Regions from separate parts of the Ovis aries genome. Here region 1 is linked to region 2. Evidence: chromatin contacts called from public Hi-C data. All regions are on one chromosome and are shown on one strand. The core of a region is the stretch at or near the end of the contact, and the rest is flanking DNA. Distances in the headings are between cores, read along the strand shown.

Region 1 (3,697 bases), core at 119-2,618, 120 kb before region 2:
AAGACCTTAGTAAGTGTCAGGAGGATATGGAGCAATCAGAACCCTCATACACTGCTGTGAGTAATATAAAATGATGCCGCTACTTAGGAAAACAGTCTTGCAGCAATTCCTCAAAAGGTTACAAAAACTACCCTATTATATGACCCGGGAATTACACGGTTCCACTCAAGATAAATGAAAACCTATGTCCACACAAAAACATGTACAGGAATGTTCAAAGTAGCACTACTCATGAAAAGACAAAGCAGAAATTTTGTCCACCAACTGATGAATGGATAAACAAAGTGGAATGTTGTTTGATAATAAAAAGGCATTAAGTACTGATACATGGTACAACATAAATGAACCTTGAAATTATACACTAAAGGAAAGAAGCCAGTCACAAAGGATCACGTGTCATGAGTCCATGTTTATGAAGTCAAATCCATAGAGAGCGAGCAGATTGGTGGTTGTGTAGGTCTGGGAAGAGTTGGGGAGGTGGAGGGAGGGGGAATGACTAGTAAGGGGCACAGGGCTTACTTCTAAGGTAACCAAAATGTTCTAAAATGGATTCTGGTGATGGATGCACAACTCAAATATATTAAAAGCCAGTGAGTTTGTACACTTCAAACAGGTGAATCATATAGTGTGAACTGTATTTACACTAAAGCTGTTATTACACACACATACAACATGAAGACGGAAGGTTAACGAATCAAGCATTGAGCAGCCATGTTTTGTTGAATAAAAGGAGGCTGAGTGACCAGTAACTCTAAGTGCGCATGGCTATGAGCATCTTTAGAGACAACCTAAGAAAAGCCTACAGTTAAAAGGTTATCTCCTTTTGTGATAAAAGGAAACATGTGAGTGTCTAGAGAGGTTCTCTCCTTACATTCTCATCTAGAGTAGGGGTTAGCCATCTTTTTTTCTGTAAGGGGCTAGAGAGTAAATATTTTAGGCTTTGCAGGTCACATACGGTCTCTGTCATAAAGTCTCACCCTCCCCACCCCTACTTAAAAATGTTAAAACAAAAACTGTTCTTAGCTCTAGGGCAGTACAAAGACAGGTTGCTGGCTGGATTTGGTCCACAGGTCATCATCTTTCTGGAGAATATATGCTGTCTCATGCATATTTGTTTGTAACATTGATGGTTTCATCAGAAACAGGAAAGAAAACTCCTGGATTTTTTTTTTTTTTAAGATCAATAGAGAAAAATCAAGGAACAGGAATATTCTAAGCACCAGATCCTCTTTGCCTCCTATATTCTAAAACTAACTTCAGTCCTTCCTGCTATAATGTTATGTCACTTCTTGCTCTGAGGCTAGAGAGAACAGTCACCTGCTCCACTAGCCCTTACTCTGGATCTCAGTAGTGGCCCAGGAAGCTCCACCCTCTCCCTCTGTGCTTCTTACCATTAAGGCAGCGCCTACGATACTTGTGGTAGACGTGTTGTGTGAAGCCGTTTTCCTTGAGCAGCTCGTGGGAAGGATGTTGGAACTTGGGCAGCGACTGAGGGGTACAGCCATAGCTGCCAACTGCAGGCGTGCCTTCTGAGGGGCTGGAGCTGCAGAGACCATGAAACAGAGTGTCACCAGGTTCCCTAGAGCAGCCAACCATCAGACAGCAGGGGTCCCTCTGGTGCCTTCCAGCCTTCAACATCCAGCCTCTCAGTGTAACAGACAGGCCCAGCTACTGTACTAGACCCTTCATTAACTATATGCATGGATCTCACTTATTATATCCATGGGTCTCACTTACTCAACCAACCTTTGGATGTTTTTTTAACAGTGAGGACATTGGGGCTTACAGAGACTGGGAGTCTTGCCCTGTCACAGAGCTAATATTTAACATCTCAGATCTGTACAATGACCAAACCTGAGCTTTTAGCTATTTATTTATCCCATGTTAACATTTAACTTTCCTTAACAAGCTGAAATGGGTTAACCCATCCATATTTTTTGCAAAACCACCATCTATCTTTGCAGGGAATAAATAAGAGTGCATAGGTCAATGGCTCCCAAACCTGCTCTGGAATTCAGAACACTGGGGTCATTTTCCTGAGAATAAAAAGGAATCCAGGCCCTACCCCCAGAAGCTGTATCCAGCAGACACAGCTGTACTTTTATTTAACTCCCGAGCTATCCAGAGGGAGGCAGCAAATATGCATGTCTGAAATCAACTGAGCAAACCTCCCATGAGAATGCCATGCAGCCACCATACTTCAGAAAGCAGCCTTCCTCTTCCCAGGATCTGGATTAAGCTCTCTAGACTACCGGTTTTTTGGATTTGGATGAGGGCCCCAGAGGTCTTGGTCTCATCACTGTCACAGCTCTGCTGCCCTCCCTGCAGTCAGCCTGACCCCCTTTCCCACAGCCCACACCTGATGGAAGCAGTCCGGGGCCTATGCTCGCGGGAATCCATCACCCAGCCCACGTGACTCTCCAAAGGTGGGTTCGAGCTGTGTCTTGTCTTCCTTTTCCGAGGCGTCTGCAAAGGTCAGTATGGGATTTGTTAATATACAGTCATACTCATATGACTCTGAGAAGCATCAAGTATTTGTAAGATTACGATACCCTCCCAAAGTCTGAGTTATCTCACAATTTACAAAGCATTTTCATATCTAGTCTCATGCGCTGTCCACAGCTGTAAGGAGGAGCTGGCACACCTACTTGACAGGTGACAAAACTGAGGCTTGTGGGTGATGTGATCTGCTCAAGGACCTGTCAGTTCTCCTTAGATCTTATCATGGCTGCTTGGGCCACCACTCCCAGACCCCATTCCACACTGCAGATGGAGCCACTCAATCCCAGTGGGCCCACTAGCCTAATCCGGAGCAGGGAGGGGTAGGGCGGGGGGATGCGGTACTTTCTTAGCTCAAGACAAGGGAAGAAGCGGAGCCCTGGAAGGCCGTCAAGTGAGCCCAAGACTTAGCGGCTTAGCATCAACACCTCACCTTAGCATCCAGGGTTCGACCTTCCTTCACCACTGGATAAAACCGTGACGTCTGGCTTGAATCTTTGAGCTGCGGTGTCCGGGGTGTGCGGGGGGTCCTGGCATTGCGGTAGTTTGGCGACTCTGGGACAGTGGTTGGTAGAGAGCGGGCGATAGCGGAAGGCTCGGGAGCACCAAACAGCTTGTTGGCCAGGGCATCAGTGGGAACTGCAGAATCAAGAGTGGTGACAGTGAGCAGAGGTAGGCCGGTGCCTGCCTGCCCCCAGAAGCCCCACCAGACAGCTCCAGACTCTCCCACTCAGGCCAGGGTGGCAGGGGTCATCTCTCACCTTGCTGGAAGCGAGGGGGTCCAGGAGGGACCTCCTGGTTGGGGTCCACAGGGGGCTCAGGGGTTAGTGTGTCAAACTGCTCCCGACTGATCATATTGACTTTCTTGAAGTTCTCGACTTCTTGCTACAGAGGACACAAGATGGGTGGGGAAAAGAGGCTGGTAAGAGGACTGCCCTAGCCTGTTTTAGGAATCAAGACAGACAGGAAGTTGAAGAGGGCAGTTGCCACGTCCACATATGTGGAATTCTGGTCCCTGGGCTCTCAGCTGCTCATCATCATGCCTCAACCCCAGGTGCCCAGGGGTTGAGTGTGCTCACCCAGCAGGGCTGAAGACTTGCCCAGCCCTCCCTGCAGCAGCACTGAGGTCAGAACTCCAGCCCCCCAGGAACCTGCTATAGCCTCCCCTCCCCAACTCTCTTCCTGCAATTCTCTCATT
Region 2 (3,500 bases), core at 731-3,230:
CATCTGTGGTTCAGTAATGACCTCTACACTCAGCCCTGGAGAAAAAGAATGATGCATCTTGGCGAGTCCAAGGTCAAGGGCACCTCCTTCCACAAATGTAGCCAATGGCTTGCACTCACATAGCCATTCTCAAACTTTTTGGTCTCAAGACCCTCTTAAAAATCACTGAACCCCAAAGATTTTTTGTTTATGGTGTTTATGTCTATCAACATTTACTGTATCAGAAATAGAAATTGAGACACTTAATAAATATCAATGATGTAAAAATAACTAAGCACTCTAACATAAATACATGTTATAAAAAATAACCATACTTTAGGAAAAAATTAGGGTGAAGAGTAGCACTGCTTTACATTTTTCCAAATCTCTTTATTGTCTGCTTTAATAGAGAGCAGCTGGCTTCTCACATCTGCGTCTGCGTTCTATCTGCTATGAAATACCGTGACACGTTGCCTCTGGGAAACTCCATAGTATACTCGTGAGAGAATGAGATTGTGAAAGCTCTTAGTCTTACAATGAAAACAGCTGTGACCTCGGGATCCCCTTGAAAGCGTCCTGGAGATCTTCAGGGGTCCCTGGACCATACTTTGAGAACCGGTGGTCTACATTCATGATTTATATGAAGTGGATCTGGTTGTCATTTGTATTTGATAGAGGCCCAAAGTGAGGCTCAGGCTTCCCAGGGGGCACTAGTGGGAAGAACCTGCCTGCCAGGGCAGGAGACCAAGAGACACTGATTCGATCCCTGGGTCAGAAAGATCCCCTGGAGGAGGAAATGGCAACCCACTCCAGTATTCTTGCCTGGAGAATCCCATGGACAGAGGAGCCTGGCGGGCTACAGTCTGTGGGGTCACCAAGAGTCAGACACGGCAGCAGGCATGCAATCACGAATGGATCAAGGTGAGGCTCAGCGAGGTTGTGAGGCTTGCCCCCAGAGACACACGACCAGTGAATGGTGCTGTCAGGATTTGAACCCAAGACCATCACCTCTAAGGAACTGTGTCCTTAACAGCAAAACTGTTCTCCCACCTCTGGCTGATGGACAGGGATGGTTGTAAGAGGGATGGTATCAGGAAGGAGCCAGAGGCTGTGGGATGCCATTAGGTAGGGAGAACGAAGTAGTGAGGTGGGTACAGAGTGTGTGCTCAGGGTCAGCCTGTCTGGACCCACATCCTGGCTCTGACGTGTGCATTCTGTCTGACCTGGGGCCAAGCTCTCAGCTTCTCTGAGTTTCAGACATCCCCTCTGTAAAATGTGATAATATGCTATCTGCACCATAGGGTCTTTGGGAAGATTAAATATTAATTCATGTAAATATTAACAGTGCTCAATAAATGTGGATAGTGCATACATCCTTTGTTGCTATAAACTTGAGGACAGGGCTGTGCATATGTTTTCACTGAGGCTGGAGAGAGAGGCAGGGGTGCCTAGAGTACAGGTCCTGAGGGCCGGGGCCAGGGCAGTGAGGAGATAGGTGGCCTGGAGGGCGAGGGAGGGCTCAAACCCGGGGCGTGGTGCTCCCGAGTGCTGGGTATCTGCTGATGCTGACTCCATGACTTCAGGCGCCCAAGTCAGCACTGAAATATGCTCTGACCAGAGGGCCGGCCTGCTTGCCTCAGTGGACAAAAGCCAAATCTCTTGTTCAGGTCACCATCCTGGCCACTGTGTCCTGAGACCAGGCCTCCAAGAGTCCAGCCTAGAAAAGCCTCCAGACCACCTGCCTCTCCTGACCTCATTTGGGGAGCGAAACCACGAGCTCTAGCTCCCTCTTCTCCTGTATTCCCGGCTCTAGAAAATAGTCTAGAACCACACTGTCAAGCGATCCTGGAGCCGCCTTGCCCAACTGCCCCCTTTCCCTTTTAGTAGGTGGGGAACTTGAGTCCCGGAGACAGAAAGGGGTGGCTCACACCACACAGCAAAGCTGGGAACACGAAGCCCAGATTGCCTGATGTTTGCTTCGGGTTGCGCCACCATGGCACATCCCACTTGCCTTGCTCAGCAGGGATTTAAGGCCAATGTGTCTGAGGACAGTGGCTCTGGAGCTCCCCTGTCTGGTACAAGTCTCAACTCTGCCACTTCCTGGCTCTGAGACCTCAGGCAAGATGCTTAGCCTCTCTATGCCTCATTTTCTTTAATTATAGAATGGGAACACATAATTTCACCTCCTTCGGTTAAGTATTGTATGGATTAACACGAGCAGATCCATGCAAAGCACATGAGACACTGCTGAGCACTGAGCGCTGGTGGGCAACACGGACACCATCACCACCACCTTCACCATCCTCGTCGAGCGCTGAGCGCTGGTGGGCAACACGGACACCATCACCACCACCTTCACCATCCTCGTCGAGCGCTGAGCGCTGGTGGGCAACACGGACACCATCACCACCACCTTCACCATCCTCGTCGTGAGGAGATGCACTGGGGTGTTCCTTGTGGAGCATTTACCCTACTCTCTGCGAGGGAGAGGAGGGTAAAGGCAGAGCTGGATCCTGACCTCTGCATAGTAACTGATTCACAGGGTGATTTGGGGCAGATGGCCTGCTGTGTCTGGGCCTCTGGGATTCCAGCTGGAACAAAAGGATCTGTTTAAAAAATTCTTTTCTATTATGCCTCTAGCCTCCTCTGGCAATAATGACCATAGAGATGTGTAGGGCTGCTCATTACAGTATAAGGTAGCAATAAACACCTGGAAAACAATCTTAAGGTCCTTCTACTCTGCAGCTTTAAAAATAAGAGTATAGTTCCAAACGGAAATAATCCAAATGTTCTTCAACAGGTGAAGGGAAACCCAAACTGACACATCGAAGCGGTAAAACACTCTTCTGCAATGAAAGGCAATGAACTCAGGACACAGCAACATGGGTGAGCCTCAGAAACATCACGCTTGGTGAGGAAGCCTTGCCCCAAAGAGTGCCTGCCGTGTTATCCATTAAAGTGAAATTCTGGAGGACTTTCCTGGTGGTCCAGTGGTTAGGGATCTGCCTTGCAATGCAAGATTCCGTCCCTGGTCAAGGAACTAAGATCCCACAAGCCATGGAGTTACTGAGCTTGGGGGGTTCAACCGCTGAGCCAGCATGCCTGCCGCAGTTACTGAGCCCTGCATCACAACCGGAGAGTCTGTGCATTGCAACGAGAGAGCCCGTGTATTGCACCTAGGACTTGACACAGCCAAAAAGTAAACAAATAAATTTCTGGAAAAGGGAAATCTAAACTCTAGGGACAGGAAATAGTTTATTGGTTGCCTGGGGCTGGGTATGAGGACAAGAGATTGGTAACAAAAGGGCATGAGGGAATTTTGGGGGCGACAGAAATGTTCCAGGTCTTGATGACGGTGGTGGCTACATGGATGTATATAAATTTGTGAAACTCACTGAACTGTTCTCTTAAAATGGGTACATTTTACTCTATGTAAATCATACCACAATCAAATTGGTTAAAAAAATAAATGATAATTCACACATATAAGGAAAACTTTGAATTTGTCAGGAGTGGGCTAC

What was found. A called contact is a pair of places that touch in the nucleus more often than the background predicts.
Region 1: a contact with region 2 is called in a Hi-C map of liver, with 6 times the contacts expected there. The contact joins two enhancer-like sites. A contact is called at or near these places in 14 of 16 Hi-C or Micro-C datasets (blood, hypothalamus, liver and 6 more).

What each region holds. Positions count from the first base shown.
Region 1 is chr5:63,785,457-63,789,153 of ARS-UI_Ramb_v3.0, reverse strand. LARP1 (La ribonucleoprotein 1, translational regulator) reads right to left here. Exons shown (of 19, transcript XM_042250665.2): 12 at 3,261-3,384; 13 at 2,933-3,138; 14 at 2,360-2,466; 15 at 1,392-1,543. Among named protein-coding and RNA genes, the nearest start is that of CNOT8, 38 kb to the left of the region's middle. Within about 2 kb of position 1,368, at least 3 of the 54 cell types and tissues checked have an H3K27ac peak or open chromatin away from gene starts, as enhancers often do. A contact at or near this core is called in liver, where this site is marked.
Region 2 is chr5:63,668,696-63,672,195 of ARS-UI_Ramb_v3.0, reverse strand. No RefSeq gene overlaps it. Among named protein-coding and RNA genes, the nearest start is that of LARP1, 37 kb to the left of the region's middle. Within about 2 kb of position 1,980, at least 5 of the 54 cell types and tissues checked have an H3K27ac peak or open chromatin away from gene starts, as enhancers often do. A contact at or near this core is called in liver, where this site is marked.